Linked DNA regions of Zea mays: region 2 is linked to region 1. Evidence: chromatin contacts called from public Hi-C data. All regions are on one chromosome and are shown on one strand. Each heading gives the region's core, a stretch centred on a gene start, on an enhancer-like site or on the middle of the called end of the contact. The rest is flanking DNA. Distances are from core to core; before and after follow the strand shown.

Region 1 (7,318 bases), core at 3,362-5,861:
GGGCCTGCGGGACGACAAACTCCGGGTGGCTCGCCGGCCACCACTGCAGCAGCAACGACAACGACCTCCGCCTCGGGCGGCTAAACAGCAGCAGCAATGACCTCAGGGCAAATGCTGTTGTAGGAAGGCCCTCGCCCACGTCCCCACACGAAAGGCGAGGACAAGCCGTCAAAGCCGAAGAGCCGGAGGTATGTCCGCGGGTGGCGCCGACGGTCTCGTCGGCGGAGAAACCTTCTCCGGCTGCCACCACCTCAGCACCGACGACAGCAGCCACCTGTCCACCAACACCGCACCAACAAGCGGCGGCCGCCCCAAAGCGCACCGACAGGTCCTCACTCCCGTTCTCGACACGACAACGAGAACGGGACCATCCCAGAACACGAGTGCCGCCCTCGCGGCGTACGACGTGTTGTGCGACCCCCCCGGTGCAGCCGCCATAGTCGCCCGGATGGAGGACGGAATGCTGCACCCTGGCCAGGCAGCAGCAGTTCGCCTTCCCCCGCATGGCTGGAGGACGCCTCCTCCGCAGAGCTGGAGGATGGTTTCCTCCCCCGGATGCCAGAGGAAGAAGCGGGTCGCCAGCCCGTGCGGAGGCAGGCCCCGGCTCGCCTCGCCCTCCTCCCCAGCAAGGATGATGAAGATCCTTGAAGCTGAGGGCGGGGCAGAGACCACAACCTGACTTGCTTCTCCCCACCATCAAACTGGTGGTCACCATCCTGGGTGACCATTGGTGAGGGAATGCAGCAGGGCTACCTGATGAAAATCCTTGAAGCCGAGCGATGGCTGAAGGGTGCCAACCTCCATGAGGTTGCGCTCCTCCAACAACGAGACGAAGGCAACGCGGGCGCTCCCCATCTGGGGGCTCGGAAGGTGGAAGGGCGCGATGCATGAGGGGAGTGCGAAGGCATGGCTACCACCCGGGGGATCGATCCCTTTTTAAAGGCGGCTCTCCCCACTCGCATCCTCAAGCGTTGCGGGCAAAGTCTTCACCAACGTGCTCCAGGGTCCTCCCCCTACGACACGGGGGCTAGGTCCCACACGTCATGCAAGCTGGCTCGGAACGGAAGAAGCCAAAACCGCCGCACGCGGAGCATGTAACCGCCCCGCGGTTATAAGCACTTCTCCATCCTCGCCGAAACCAGCGGTCGAAAGGGCGGACCGCCATGCAGGTGGCATGCAACCGCACCGCGGAGGCGCACCCCTCCGGCTTCGTCGCGTCCAGCATGGAGGCCCAGGCCCACACGTCATGTAACCGGCGTGCCGGTTACTACGTGCGGGAAACTGCATCGCCACTTGCGCCAATACCGCGCCTCCTCGACTGTGGAACCGGTGCCGCGACTCGAGGCAACCCTCCGCATGGCCCAACAGCGCCAATCGTGTACATCGATCACGGGTCAATCAGCCGCGGGAGGAGGCGCGACGATTGATATGGCCAAAATTGGGCCGGCAGTAATGGCGGCAGCAGGCGAGCGGAAGCAGCAGTCAAATCGTCTGCAGGCTCACGTCCCCTCCTGGAGCAGCAGGGGAGCCCTCTCCCACGGCGTGAAGACGACGCGCCCGTGTTCCGTTCCTCGAACGGCTCACGCACGCGGCCGCCCCGCGAACCACCCGTCTCGTCACATTAACTCCTCGGTAGGGCAAGCGCCACCTTTGGCAGGCGAAGCGGGCGTCGTTTCACCCCCGCCATGATGACCGCGTCAAAAAGGTGCGCCACACCGGTTAAATTCATATCCTTTTCCTCTTCCCCTTTCTCTCTCTTGCTACAGGGACCGGGAAAGGGGAAATTTTGAAAGGGATCCTTCTCCGCGAAAGAAGCGGGCCCCGAGCCCTCCTACTAATTAGGGGTTCGAATGCTGGCCCCTTGGAAGGGTTCGACAGCCGCCCTAGAGCACTCGGGCTTCAGGCTCATTACTAATCAGGGTTCGAAGGCTGGCCCCTCGGAAGGGTTCGACAGCCGCCTCAGAGCACTCAGGCTCCGCGCCCACTACTGATCAGGGGTTCGAAGGCTGGCCCCTCGGAAGGGTTCGACAGTCGCCCCAGAGTACGCAGAGCGAGGGATGACTCTGGGTACGTCTGATACATGGCCGAGGCTCGGGCTACGCTCCCGAGGTACCCTAGGACATTTCCGAGACCAGCAGGAGCGATTTTGTAACGGAATCCCATCAGAGGGAGGCATCGAGCCCTCGGACCCTATTGAACGGGACCGGGTCCGGCAAATCACCTGCAGGTACTTTTGGAGCGCGCCTCTGGGCCACTAGCCGACCCTTATCGAATGGGGCACAGGCGTCCACTCGGATCACCCGTTAGCAACTCACTGGAGACACCATGTTCGGCACCCTCCAAGGGCAACATGGCGCTTTCCCCCCTTCCTCCTTGCGGAAAGGCGACGAAGGGGCGTATGATAAAAGTCGAGACAGTCCTTGATCGTCCTCTCGCTCCGTGCAGAGGCTCGGGGGCTGCTCTCGCAAACCCGGCTACGGCCAAACCGTTGACAGCGTCAACAAACCAGTCTGAAAACTTGAAACCTGACCATGCACCCGAGCTACAATCAGATCGCATGAGGGAACAACCAGACCGACCAAGGCATCACGAAAGGCATTAAGACCTTAGAGGAATCAAACCACTCCTCCGAGGCCTCGGGGGCTACACCTGGCGGGTGCGCTCGCGCGCACCCACCGGAACAAAGTGTAAACGAGAAAGGCCGGTCCCCTCGCAAAAAAGTGCGACAAAGCCTCCAAGCGAGTACCAACACTCCCTTTGAGGCTCGGGGGCTACTGTCGGGTACCGTAATTAGGGGTACCCCCAACACTCCTAAACATGGATGGTAACCACCATCAGCACAAGCTGTAGAGACTGATGGGCGCAATTCAGGTCAAGGCTGCGTCTACTCAAGGGACGCAATCTCGCCTCGCCCGAGCCCAGCCTCGGGCGGGAACGGTAGTCCCAGGCGAATTCACGCCTCGCCCGACGGCCTCCTCAAGCAACGGGCACACCCTCGACTCGCCCGAAGCCTAGCTCGGGCAGGCTTCGTTGTGAAGCAACCTTGGCCAAATCACCTCACCAACCGACCGTATCGCAGGCGCATTCAATGCAATGATCGCCTGGCACCTTATCCTGACACGCGTGCCTCAGTCGGCAAGGTCGAAGTGACCGCAGTCACTTCGCCCTCCCACTGACTGACCTGACAGGAAAACAGCGCCGCTCGCCCCTCTCCGACTGCTGTGCCACCCGCCAGGGTGAGGCTGACAGCAGCTGAGTCCAGCCTCAGGCGCAACAGGAAGCTTCGCCACTTCGACCTTGGGCCTCGGCCTCAGGAGGAGGTCTCCGCCTCGCCCGACCCCAGGGCTCGGCCCCCGCCTCGGCCTCGGAAGGTGGTCTCCGCCTCGCCCGACCCTAGGGCTCGGCCTCAACCTCGACCTCGGAAGGTGGTCACCGCCTCGCCCGACCCCAGGGCTCGGCCTCAACCTCGACCTTGGGAGGGATCGCGTCCTCGCCCGACCCCGACCTCGGCCTCAGGAGGAGTCTCCGCCTCGCCCAACCTTGGGCTCGGACCAACCGCACCACGGAGGATGCATCATTACCCTACCCCTAGCTAGCTCAAGCTATGAGGGAACAAGACTGGCGTCCCATCCAGGCTCGCCCCGGTAACAAGTAATGATGGCTCCCCGCGTGCGTCTATGACGACGGCGGTTCTCAGCCCCCTACGGAAACAAGGAGACGTCAGCAAGGTCCCAACAGCCCCGACAGCTGTGTTTCTACAGGGCTCAAGCGCTCCTCCGACGGCCACAACACCGCGTGCACAGGGCTCTAGCGCCTCTCCGACAGCCATGTTGGCATGTACACAGGGCTCAGGCACCTCTCTGCCGGACACGTTAGCACATAACTACGCCCCCATTGTACACCTGGACCCTCTCCTTGCATCTATAAAAGGAAGGTCCAGGGCCCTCATGCGGGAGGGTCGTCGCGCGGGAGGACGGGCTGACGAACAGGCTCTCTCTCTCCCTCGCGAACGCTTGTAACCCCTACTGCAAGCGCATCCCCCTGGCGCAGGATAACACGAGCCATGTTTTCACCCCTTGTGTTCCATCTCGTGCCAACCCATCTAGGCTGGGGCACGCAGCGACGATTTTAATCGTCGGTCCAGGGACCCCCCCAGGGGTCGAAACGCTGACAGGATGTAATTGGAAAAAAATTAAGAAAGAGTTTAACTTACTTGGGATTTAAACCACCCAATCACACTCAATTTATATGGATTGAGAGCTAACCGAATAAACCCTAACATGACATGGGGCTTTCCATGACTACCGGAAGACCTGAGCTTCCATTACCAACAATGTATATATATATATTATTGTTGCACTATTTTTTCAGTTGTAAGATATTTATTTAGTTATTATGATAAGGTGTTAAATCTTAAAAGCTATACAAATCGAATAGGGTCCCAAATATCAAAATCTTTCACTATCCTAACAGTGCCAAAAAAAAAAGGTTCACTCCAGGCTCTGGCATCCAGCGGCCCTGACCACTGCACCAGCCAGTCAGCCACCCAGCACCAGCAGGCAGCGCAGCTAGGTGGGGTGGGGCCGTGGGGGGCAGCCGGTGGGAACGCTTGCCCCGAACTCCCGATACCCACACCCGTCTTGACTCTGGCCGTCTCTATTCTCCAAGTCCCAATCCACCGACGAATTCCAAACCCTGCCTAGGACCTCGGCGCCACTCGCCGCACGTCGTCCACGTCCGCCTCCACCGTGAGTATCCCGGTGCCCAACCCCCGTCTATTCGCTTTCTCGCATGTCCTCCCATTTGGATTTGACGCCTCGGCACTCCCGGCGTCCACTTCCCTTCACCCCTCTCGGCGGAGGGCAGGATGGCGCCGCGGTACCCGCGCTCGCGCTGTTGCTTATGCGAGCTTGGTTGGTCCTGTGGCGGCTTCTCTGCTTGCTTAAATCTGGTTTTTTTTACCCCGCGCCCTCTCTCTCGCTCTCTCCCGAGTTCCATTGCAAAACCTCGGGCGATTTGTTAGTGTTGGCATAAGGAGAAGGTCTAGCTCTTTCCGGTTTGGACCATGCAACATGTAAGATCTCTTACAATTATGACGATTTACATTCGCTGGGATTGCGATGTGTTCGTGTCCTACTGTCCTATGTTATTCCACTTCCCTTCCTCAATTATACCCTACCGTAGGTAGTGTGGTGAGCAAATCAGGATGGTGCTTGTAATGTTGGTGTTGTGTTTTGTAGGTGTTTTCCAGTTGCCGTCTTGTTTTTTATCCTAGGAGTGGAGCTAGAGAATTATGGTGGGGGTGTGGCTTGCTGTCTAAAGACAGAACACTAATGCAACTTAATAGCACCATAGCCATAATTTTAGCATGAATAGCTTAAAACAAGCAATATTGATGTACATCAACAATGAAGTAGTGGTAATAGTATATTTGTGCTTGCAATTTATCAAATCACAGTAAAAGAATCCCACAATTATAACAACAGAAGATTGTCGTTGTCGGCAAAATGCATTCCTTAACCACAAAATCCTCACTGAAAAAAAATAAACCATTAATTGTGAGCAAACAATTTATATAATGTATCGTTGAAAAATTGAAAAGAGGTGCATTACCTCTTACAGATCAAATCTACGCCCTTTTCTTTCCATGTTCATGAAGCGATGAACCACAGCATCATTGGTATTTTTTAAAATTCTTCTTTCTCCACATAGCAAATAAGTCTATTACTCAAGTGTGGATCACCCATGCGGTCATTAAGAGTTGTTTTTACGATCTTCATCCCCTCAAATATTCTATCCACTGTTGCAGTATCAATTTACAATAGCAGCACAAGTTTCTAAAATCGATAAACCAATGGTTACTTGTCTCCACCATTCTTTGTGAAAGCTCACTGATAGTATTTATGTTGGAGAATTGATTGCCTTCTCTCACATCAGCAATGTTGCTAGCACCATCATATCCTTGGCTAAGATTTCTCAAATCTCCAGAACTAAACTCACCTCGCATGTTGCTAGCACCATCATATCCTTGGCCTCTAACTTGTTTTAAGCCCAGCTTAAATTCCGCAAGTATTTATGTAATCTCTCTTTCGCCATTCTACATTTTTCAATATACCTCAAGACCATGGCCATTTGATCTTTACAAGAAACATCCCTTGACTCATCAACTAAGCAAGCAAAAGACATCGTCCCCAAGTTCTTCAAGAATAAATTGTAGAATTTCATTTGCAAAACAGTCTATAATGTTGGTCTGAGTTTCATGAGCCACCATACAACTGTTACCTGCAAGACCCACTGCCTTTCCCAAATTTGAATCATGCTCTGCTAATCAATCAAAAACCTCCAAAAAATTCCATTTGTTCAAAGACTCCTTCGACTCATCATGGCCATGAAAAGGCAAGCCTTGCTCGAATAGTAGCCTAGCAGTATTAATGGATCCATTCAATCTAGTAAAATAAGCCCTTTTAGATGTTTCACTTTTCTTATGTAAAATAACATCAATGTGCTGATATCTCTATAACAAATCATCAGACTTCTTTATAGGAATAAAGTGTGATCCACCAACATTGCCAACATGTATCTTTAGCCGCTCTTTTCTGTGATAACCATTCCAGCACTCAACAACGAAATCCTTATATCATGTATCCTTCTTTTCTCTGAACAAGAAATAACAAAAAAATATGCTCTATCTTTTGATTCACTATATTCAAGCCAACTTCCAAAATCATCGAACCATTCTTGTTGAAACCTTCTTGGATTGCCTTTTCCCCCAATCTGTGTAGAGGGAAAATTGCAAGTGCGCAGTTGGCATGGCCCATTCTCCAAATATTTCCTTCTCACCCTCAAATTAGGATTAGGATGGTAAGAAATTAAGAATCAATTTCCTTTCTTAAGGTTGGGTCATATTTGATCTCCTCTTCCCAATTAGTAGCATCTGGATGACATGAATTCCTTGCACTACCACTGTCTGGTGCTTTTCTTTTATAAAATCTTTCCATTTCCTAGCACCCATAAAAATATTTAATAGATATCACAGAAAGAACAAAAAAATCGTAACCTAAAATCTGGACAAACAAACAAGAAGCACAAATTAAAATCATTGGACGATTAGGCTAATGGAATTTGAAAAAAGAATGATCAAGTTACTTTTTGAAGGATGACAGAGGAGCAGGCCTGGGAGGCGGGCGGACTTCACCTAGGGGTGGTAATGGGCTCTAAATTTTACACTATAAAATTTAAGGATTGGATTAGGATTGAGCTCTATTTCTAGGCTCAAACGAATTGTGAAGAAACATTTGGATCGTGATCCATTACCGCC
Region 2 (7,318 bases), core at 3,422-5,921, 150 kb after region 1:
CCGTTGGCGCCGAAAAGAGCCGTTGCTCCGCTGGTACACCGGACAGTCCGGTGCACACCGGACAGTCCGGTGAATTTTAGCGGAGCGGCTGCCACGCGAACCCGAGGCTGGCGAGTTCCGGAGACCGCGCTTCCTTGGAGCACCGGACATGTCCGGTGCACACCGGACAGTCCGGTGAATTATAGCGCGCCGGCTTCCGAGAAATCCCGAGGGTGAAGAGTTTGAGTCTGAGTCCCCTGGTGCACCGGACAGGAACTGTTCACTGTCCGGTGGCACACCGGACAGTCCGGTGCGCCAGACCAGGGGTGCCTTCGGTTGCCCCTTTGCTCCTTTATTGAATCCAAAACTTGGTCTTTTCATTGGCTGAGGGTGAACCTTTTACACCTGTATAATCTACACACTTGGGCAAACTAGTTAGTCCAATTATTTGTGTTGGGCAATTCAACCACCAAAATTATTTAGGAACTAGGTGTAAGCCTAATTCCCTTTCAGTTGCACGATGACATCTGTCGTTCCTATTTTAATGACGTCTCCCTTTTTCGTACTGTTGGAGGTTGTAGCTGTATGCCCCCCTGCCGGATTAGTCAGCCTTTGGGGCCGAATTGTTCGGCAATCTTGCTGGGCCTGTGCTTGTGGACCAGATTGAGGGGCTCTCAATCGGTCTTGTACTGGAGGTGTCAACCTATTGAATACAGATGTTTGGGGTGCCCCCCAAGCGGGGTACTGTGGCATCCTAAATGGGTATGGTGGCATGCCCCACATTTGATTTGGGACGTATGGTGGAGGTATGTATGTGTATGAATATGGCATATGTAGATATGGTGGTGGAGGTGTCCATGCAGGTACGTTAGGTCTTAATTGAACATTATGACCTCCCGTCCTTTCCGATTGGTGTGGTGGTCCAATCGGCCTAACCTGCCATCGCACCTGGGTGGGTAAGCGAGGTCCCTTTGGTGGCCGGTCGCTAGAGCCAGCCTTCTTTTTCACATATTTAGACAATAATTGATCAAAGGTCGGGCTAGATTTTACCAACCGACCAGTTGCCTTGAACGTGTTAGTTTTCCACGTACCTATTTCTGGTCGTCGTGGTTTGAAGGTACGTGGTCGCCGCGGCTCTTCGACGTTGCCGGACCGTCCGTCGGAACGCTTCGGACCGTCCAGTGATGTTACGGACCGTCCGCGCCTAGACACCGGACCGTCCGCGATGCGTAGTATGGGTTCTCGCGCATATCCCTTTGTCTGTGCTTGCCCCCCAGCGCTGGAGTTTGTGATGGTTACCTTCAGTGTCTCCCCTCCATTAGGAGTCTTCTCAGCCATCACTTTCCTGCAAGAAATTTTGTTGTTTCCATCGGCCTCCCGTGCGTTGCCGATGATGACTTCTTTGTCTTTGCCCTTATCGGCTGTGTTGGGCCGAATTAGGACCTTTTTGCCATTAAAGTCGATCACATTCATTGGGAAGGGCTCCGTGTCCTCCTGAAATTTCAATCGTCCATCATCAATGGCCGATTGAATTTGTCGTCGGAACACATTACAATCATTAGTGGCATGGGAAAATGAGTTGTGCCACTTGCAGTATGCGCGACGCTTTAGTTCGTCGGCAGGTGGAACGATATAATCAATTTTAATGTTACCATTTTTTAGTAATTCATCGAATATCTTATCACATTTGCCGACATTAAATGTAAACTTAACCTCCTCCTGTCGTTCCTTTTGAACTGACTGCAAGGAGGAGCAAGCCGAAGATTTGGCCTGCTCGGGCCAAACTATTTCGGCAGTGTAAACTTTCTTTGGTTCATCGTCCGAACTACTTTGATTGTGTTCTACTATAGGGACATTATGATGCACCGTTCTGACTAGTTCTTTGCTTCGGCTTTCACAAGCCGAAGCTCTCTGATGTAATTGTGCTAGAGTAAAGAACTGGATGCCTTCTAATCTCTCTTTTAAATAATAGCGCAATCCATCAAAGGCTATTCCCGCCAGTTGTTTATCTGTTAAATGAATTTGAAAGCATCGGTTTCTCGTATCCTGGAATCTCCGGATATAATCACTAACCGATTCATCTTTTTCTTGTCGTAGGGTCACTAAGTCTACTAAATCTAGCTCATAATCACCAGAGAAGAAATGTTCATGAAATTTTTGCTCTAAGTCTCCCCATGACAAAATGGAATTAGGAGAGAGCGTGGCATACCATGTGAATGCAGTCCCTGTTAAGGATAATGAAAATAAACGCACACGGAATGCTTCGGTGTCGGCCAATTCTCCTAATTGTGCTAGGAACTGGCCTATGTGCTCACGCGTGCTTTTTCCTTGGTCACCCGAAAACTTTGCAAACTCGGGTATCCTGGTTCCCTGTGGGTATGGGTGGTGATCAAATCGGCTGTCATAAGGCTTCCGATATGATTGCCCCCCATGGATCATGCTTACTCTGAGCTTATCTCGGAACGCCCCGGCTATTTCTTCCCTCACTATACCAATGGCAGCCGGTGCAAGACCACCGGCTCTCTGGTCAAACATAGGTGGGGTTGGTTGCATGTTAGTATGTTGTCGTTCCCCCCATTGGTTTGAGCTACGTGGTGCATTTCCATTTGTCCTATATGGCTCATATGTTTGATCGTTTCTTTTCGGCCTTCTAGGTGGGGCCGGAAAGCTTTCCTGGGCTCTGGATCCTGAATTAATGGGCTGGTGCATTGCATAATGTGATGGGAAGTGTTGCTGGGACGGGCGAGGATTCAGGTAATAATCCCCCTCAAAAGACTCATGCGCGGACTGTCCGGATACGTACCCGGACCGTCCGTGATTATATGCGGACCGTCCGTCGTTGTATGCGGACCGTCCGACTGGATAGTTTAAATTCGGTGCCCTATGTGGTGGCTCGGGTGCGTGTCTAGGTAACTCATAAAAAATGGGCCCGGCTGTGGCTGACCCGGACGGTCCGCGCTCGCGAGCGGACGGTCCGGACATGTGTAGATCGGCTGGTTTACTGCCGATTTGCGTTTGCTCAGGGTACGTGTCCATCGGCATCCCATAAGGGGGTTGTGACTGGTCGTGACAACCTTTAACCGATGTATTACGTGTATTATCTCCTAATTCAACCTCGTGTGAAGGAAAATTTGCTATACTAGATTTATCAAATGCACGTACTAGTCTCCTACAATCGTTTTGCATAACCCCTATGATATTTTGCATCTGTTCTCGCTGTTCGTCTATGTAAGCTTTAAGAGATTGGAGTTCGTTGGTGCTACTTACATTTGGGGTAATCGTAGTAGGTCGGAGCGAAGCCAGATCTGTCGCCCGTTGTCGAACGACTTTGTTGTTCCTGTCCACTTTGAAGTCAGCCAGGAACTTCGCCTTTGCTTCTTGGATCAGCTGCTCCTGGCGCTCCTCGAACAGGAGCTGTTCTTCAGCCGGCAAGGCTTCCCATGTCGGTGTGATGATATTGCTGGTGGAAACCTCAGAGCTATCTTTTGAACCGGCCATTGAGGGCCGATTTGATAGGTCTATATGTGTTGTCCCCAGCGGAGTCGCCAAAAAGTATGTTGACGCTTTTTCGGAGCGCCAAATACTCAAGAAGAACCGGCGGCGGTGCTCTCTGGTCAGGCGCGGACGGTCCGTGGCCTGAGGCCGGACGGTCCGCGACCTGGCACAGGGGCTAGGGTTTCCTGCGTGACGGCCGGACGGTCCGCGCCCTGGGGCCGGACGGTCCGCGTGTGCGCAGGGGCGGCGGAAGATCGCCGGCGGCGCCTGGATCTCGCTCCCGGAAGGGACCCCGTCGGGGAGGAGAGATCCTAGGGGTTGTCTAGGCTCGGGCCGACCGACCTAGACTCCTCTAATCGGCGTAGAGTCGAAGAGAGGCGAAGAATTTGGGGATCGAGAGGCTAAACTAGAACTAGACTAGAACTACTCCTAATTGTACTGGAAATAAATGCGAATAGAAGTTGTATTGATTCGATTGTTGATTACAAATCGGCCGTATACCCCTCTATTTATAGAGGAGGGGGGCTGGACCCTTTACAAACTAATTTCCGAGCTTATCCCATGATTTTAGCTAACAACCATAGCACAAAACTCGGAACCCTAATCTGTTCTGCGCACGCGCGGACCGTCCGGACCGCGGACCGTCCGGCCTCAGGGCCGGACAGTCCGCCGGCTCATTTTGGTGTCAAACAGCGTGTATGCAATCAGCCCAGAGCAAAGTCATAGCCATATTATATAGATTGATGTTCTCTATTCGTAACTATAATTCTTTTATTATCACAAATATCGTTTCGTTATAGGTTTAGAAAATCCTAGGGCATAGAAAGACAAAAGAGGTATGCATGTAGACTCCCTAGTCCTTACTACTACTTTAAAATGTGTTCTCTCCAACGGTACACGAGTGCCTTAACACATTACACATAGCTCCCCATAAAACTGGAATAACTTATCCACCGTCCGGTCTCCATCCAACGCCCAGGAAAATCCCAATCACAAATTCCCTGAACCATTTAATCCCGAGTCAGACTTCCTGTACCCACTGTCACCGGGCCCAAAGATACCATTACGCCCACCTGTCAGAAGCCGCACCCGCTGTAGCCCCATGTGAACGCTGCGACCGAGGCGGCCTCCCACTCACGTGCTTCGCGCGTGCGGCTGATAGAGGAAAGAAACCCGAAACCCTTGTGGTCGTCTCGGCACCCCTCTCCGCTTCGAAACCCCCGACGCGAAGGAAGCTAGGGAACCCTCGCGAGTCGCGTTGCCTCGCCCCCGTCCCCTTCAGCTGGCCCGCCGCCGCCTCGAATCCGCCCTGGCTCGGAGGGCCTCGCGCCCCCACGGATCGGATTCTCGAGGTTAGCACCTGGCGGCGACGGGCTCGGGATTTCCCCCTGTTTTTTCGTGATGATTTTGGTCTCATTTTCGTGGGGTTTTAGCTCGGGCATCTGGCGTTGGGTGGGGTTTTGTTATTAGGTTGTATGATTTTTTGATGATTCGTGGTTGGTTGACTGGAGTTTGGTGGGGGCGGATTCGTACTATTGTTCATGGGTTTGATTTTTTTTCCTGGGAATTTTTTGGGGACTGTTTGGTGTGGAAAAAAAACAGCCGGTACCATTTTGTAATGCACTAGAGGTAAATCTGCTATTGTTTGATATCTTATCTGTGTATATGCAGGTTGGTGGATTTGGGGCTAGGGTTTGGGGATTGACTACAATCGTGGGGTTGTTTGGCGTAATTTGAGGAGCAATGTACAACATGGTTAGGAAGTGGACCTGAGGAGGACGGAGGGATGGTGGCGATGGAGGGTAAGGGGGACGCGTCAGTGACGCCGGTGAGGACTAGTGACCGGCTGCGGCAGCGTCCAAAGTACTATGCTCGTGGCTATATGTACTACAATCCAGCCATGAGGAAGAAGGTTAAGTCTAAGAAGCGAACTGCTGCATCACAGATTGCTAAGAAACTGCTTCGCAAGCCAGCTGCACGGCCACCACCTGCCGATGTAAGCTAATTTGTCTGCCTATGCCTAATGAGCCTCTGTTCTCACTTGTTCTTTGTGGTTATCTGTTTGTATTGATAACTACATGTGTGGGAGTGGCAATGTGTGCGTGCGTTTTACAGAATGTTAGTATTTATGCATCATTTTGAATTTTTAAAACCTGCGTGTGTAGCAGTGAATTCAGTAGCCTTGATGGGTGTGCTTAGGGCGTACCCAGTGCCGTAGGCTTCCCGCACTGTGCGGGGTCTGGGGAAGGGTATCTTTAAGCGCCAAGCCTTACCCGCATAATATGCAGAGGCTGGGGCTCGAACCCGGGACCTTCCGGTTACAGACGGTAGGCTCTACCGCTGCACCAGGCCCGCCCTTCGATGGGTGTGCTTGATGGTGTTATTTCTAAATGGAATTGATTGAGTAATACTGTATTCCTTTAGTCTTATTGTCACTTATAGGTGTAAGTAAAATAGATTACCAATTAACAGCTAGCTAAGATGGATCAGGTTCAGGTCTATCGTGTGTAGGCCTAAATATCTGATAAGTTCACTGTTTTTATGCTGGAATGTTGGATAATTAGTAGTTTGGAGGTCCTGCATGCATATAACATTTTGGTTGAGTTGAATGCCTGCTATCTCTTTCATTTCTGTGTAGTTTGTGCTGTGTCTGACATTGTTTTCAGGTCGGGCAACCAGCTGGTCGTTCCAGAGGACCGACCAGGCACCTAATCGCGAATAGGGCGACGATTAGGACACCTAATCGGTCCTGGTCGACCTCTGGTCGTCCCCTAACCGTCCTATATACTTCTGGACATATGTATATATAATATGATATATGTATATATAAGCAATACTGCAATAGGTATTATATAAGTCTGAAATTGATACTGAGTAACAGATTGAAAGGCAATATAGGCATATAACACTATAGCAGAACTGAAACTGAAATATTGAATACAACGCTACAAGCAGTAATGCAGTACCTGAGTATATGCATTTCTTCTGTAGTGGGTTGTCAACCTTTATAATGACTCTGCTTTTTTTTGCTCATTAATCTTCTAGAAACCAATTTTAAAGAGCATTTTTAGGGTGGGTGTGTTTCTAGAAGAAAAAAAAATTTCAGTGTGGGTTTAAGGGTTCGTGACATCACTATATAGGGTCAAAACAGACCTTTGAAGTCGGTTCTGTATATTTTTGTCTCTTTCCTGATTTGTTGCTCACTGAAAGTACTACCTCTGTCAAAAAAAAAAACTCGGCCGGTAGGGGAAAAACCGCCCCCACGGCATTATATTAAAAAGTTCAATCAGAGCCCCGACCGAGAAAGGTCACGAAAGCTGCCCCCTCCCCCAGTACAGCATGAGGGTCTGCCCCTATAGGCCGGATCTTTACTCGTTCTTTGAGCCCTCCCAGCCCCTACACGAGGATCCGCCCCCATAGGTCAGTCCATCTCATGCGCACACAACCAGAGAACCAGCGAGTGACCTTTTTAAACCTTAGTCTGAAATTCGCTCCCACTGGGATTCGAGCTCAGGACAAGCGCTACGCTACTCAGACCACCTAACCAACTCAGCTAGAGGCCTTTTCACCTACCTCTGTTCCAATATGAAAGTCATTTTAGTTTTGTCCTAAGTCAAACGTCTCTATCCTTGATCAAGTTTATAAAAATCGATTGAATATTTACAACTCCAAATTAGTTTCATTAATTAATGATTAAATCCTCCATGAAGTGTCCTGTTAATGCATTTATTTGGCACTGTGGATTCTACTATATTTTCTACAAACTTGATCAAAGCTAGTAAACAGCTTACATTTTGGAAAGAATGAATTGTTATTTATCAAAATTCCTCGTTAATGAAATCTA

The links. A called contact is a pair of places that touch in the nucleus more often than the background predicts.
Region 2: a Hi-C map of leaf shows a contact between it and region 1, with 5 times the contacts expected there. The contact joins the promoter of LOC541979 here to the promoter of LOC100274675 in region 1. A contact is called at or near these places in 6 of 25 Hi-C or Micro-C datasets (ear, endosperm, leaf and 1 more).

Annotation. Positions count from the first base shown.
Region 1 is chr7:145,169,631-145,176,948 of Zm-B73-REFERENCE-NAM-5.0, forward strand. It overlaps LOC100274675, which reads left to right and starts at 4,612. Exons shown (of 9, transcript NM_001174313.2): 1 at 4,612-4,748.
Region 2 is chr7:145,319,014-145,326,331 of Zm-B73-REFERENCE-NAM-5.0, forward strand. LOC541979 (bromodomain protein 103) reads left to right here and starts at 4,672. Exons shown (of 11, transcript NM_001111632.2): 1 at 4,672-4,826; 2 at 5,146-5,470. The coding sequence starts at 5,261.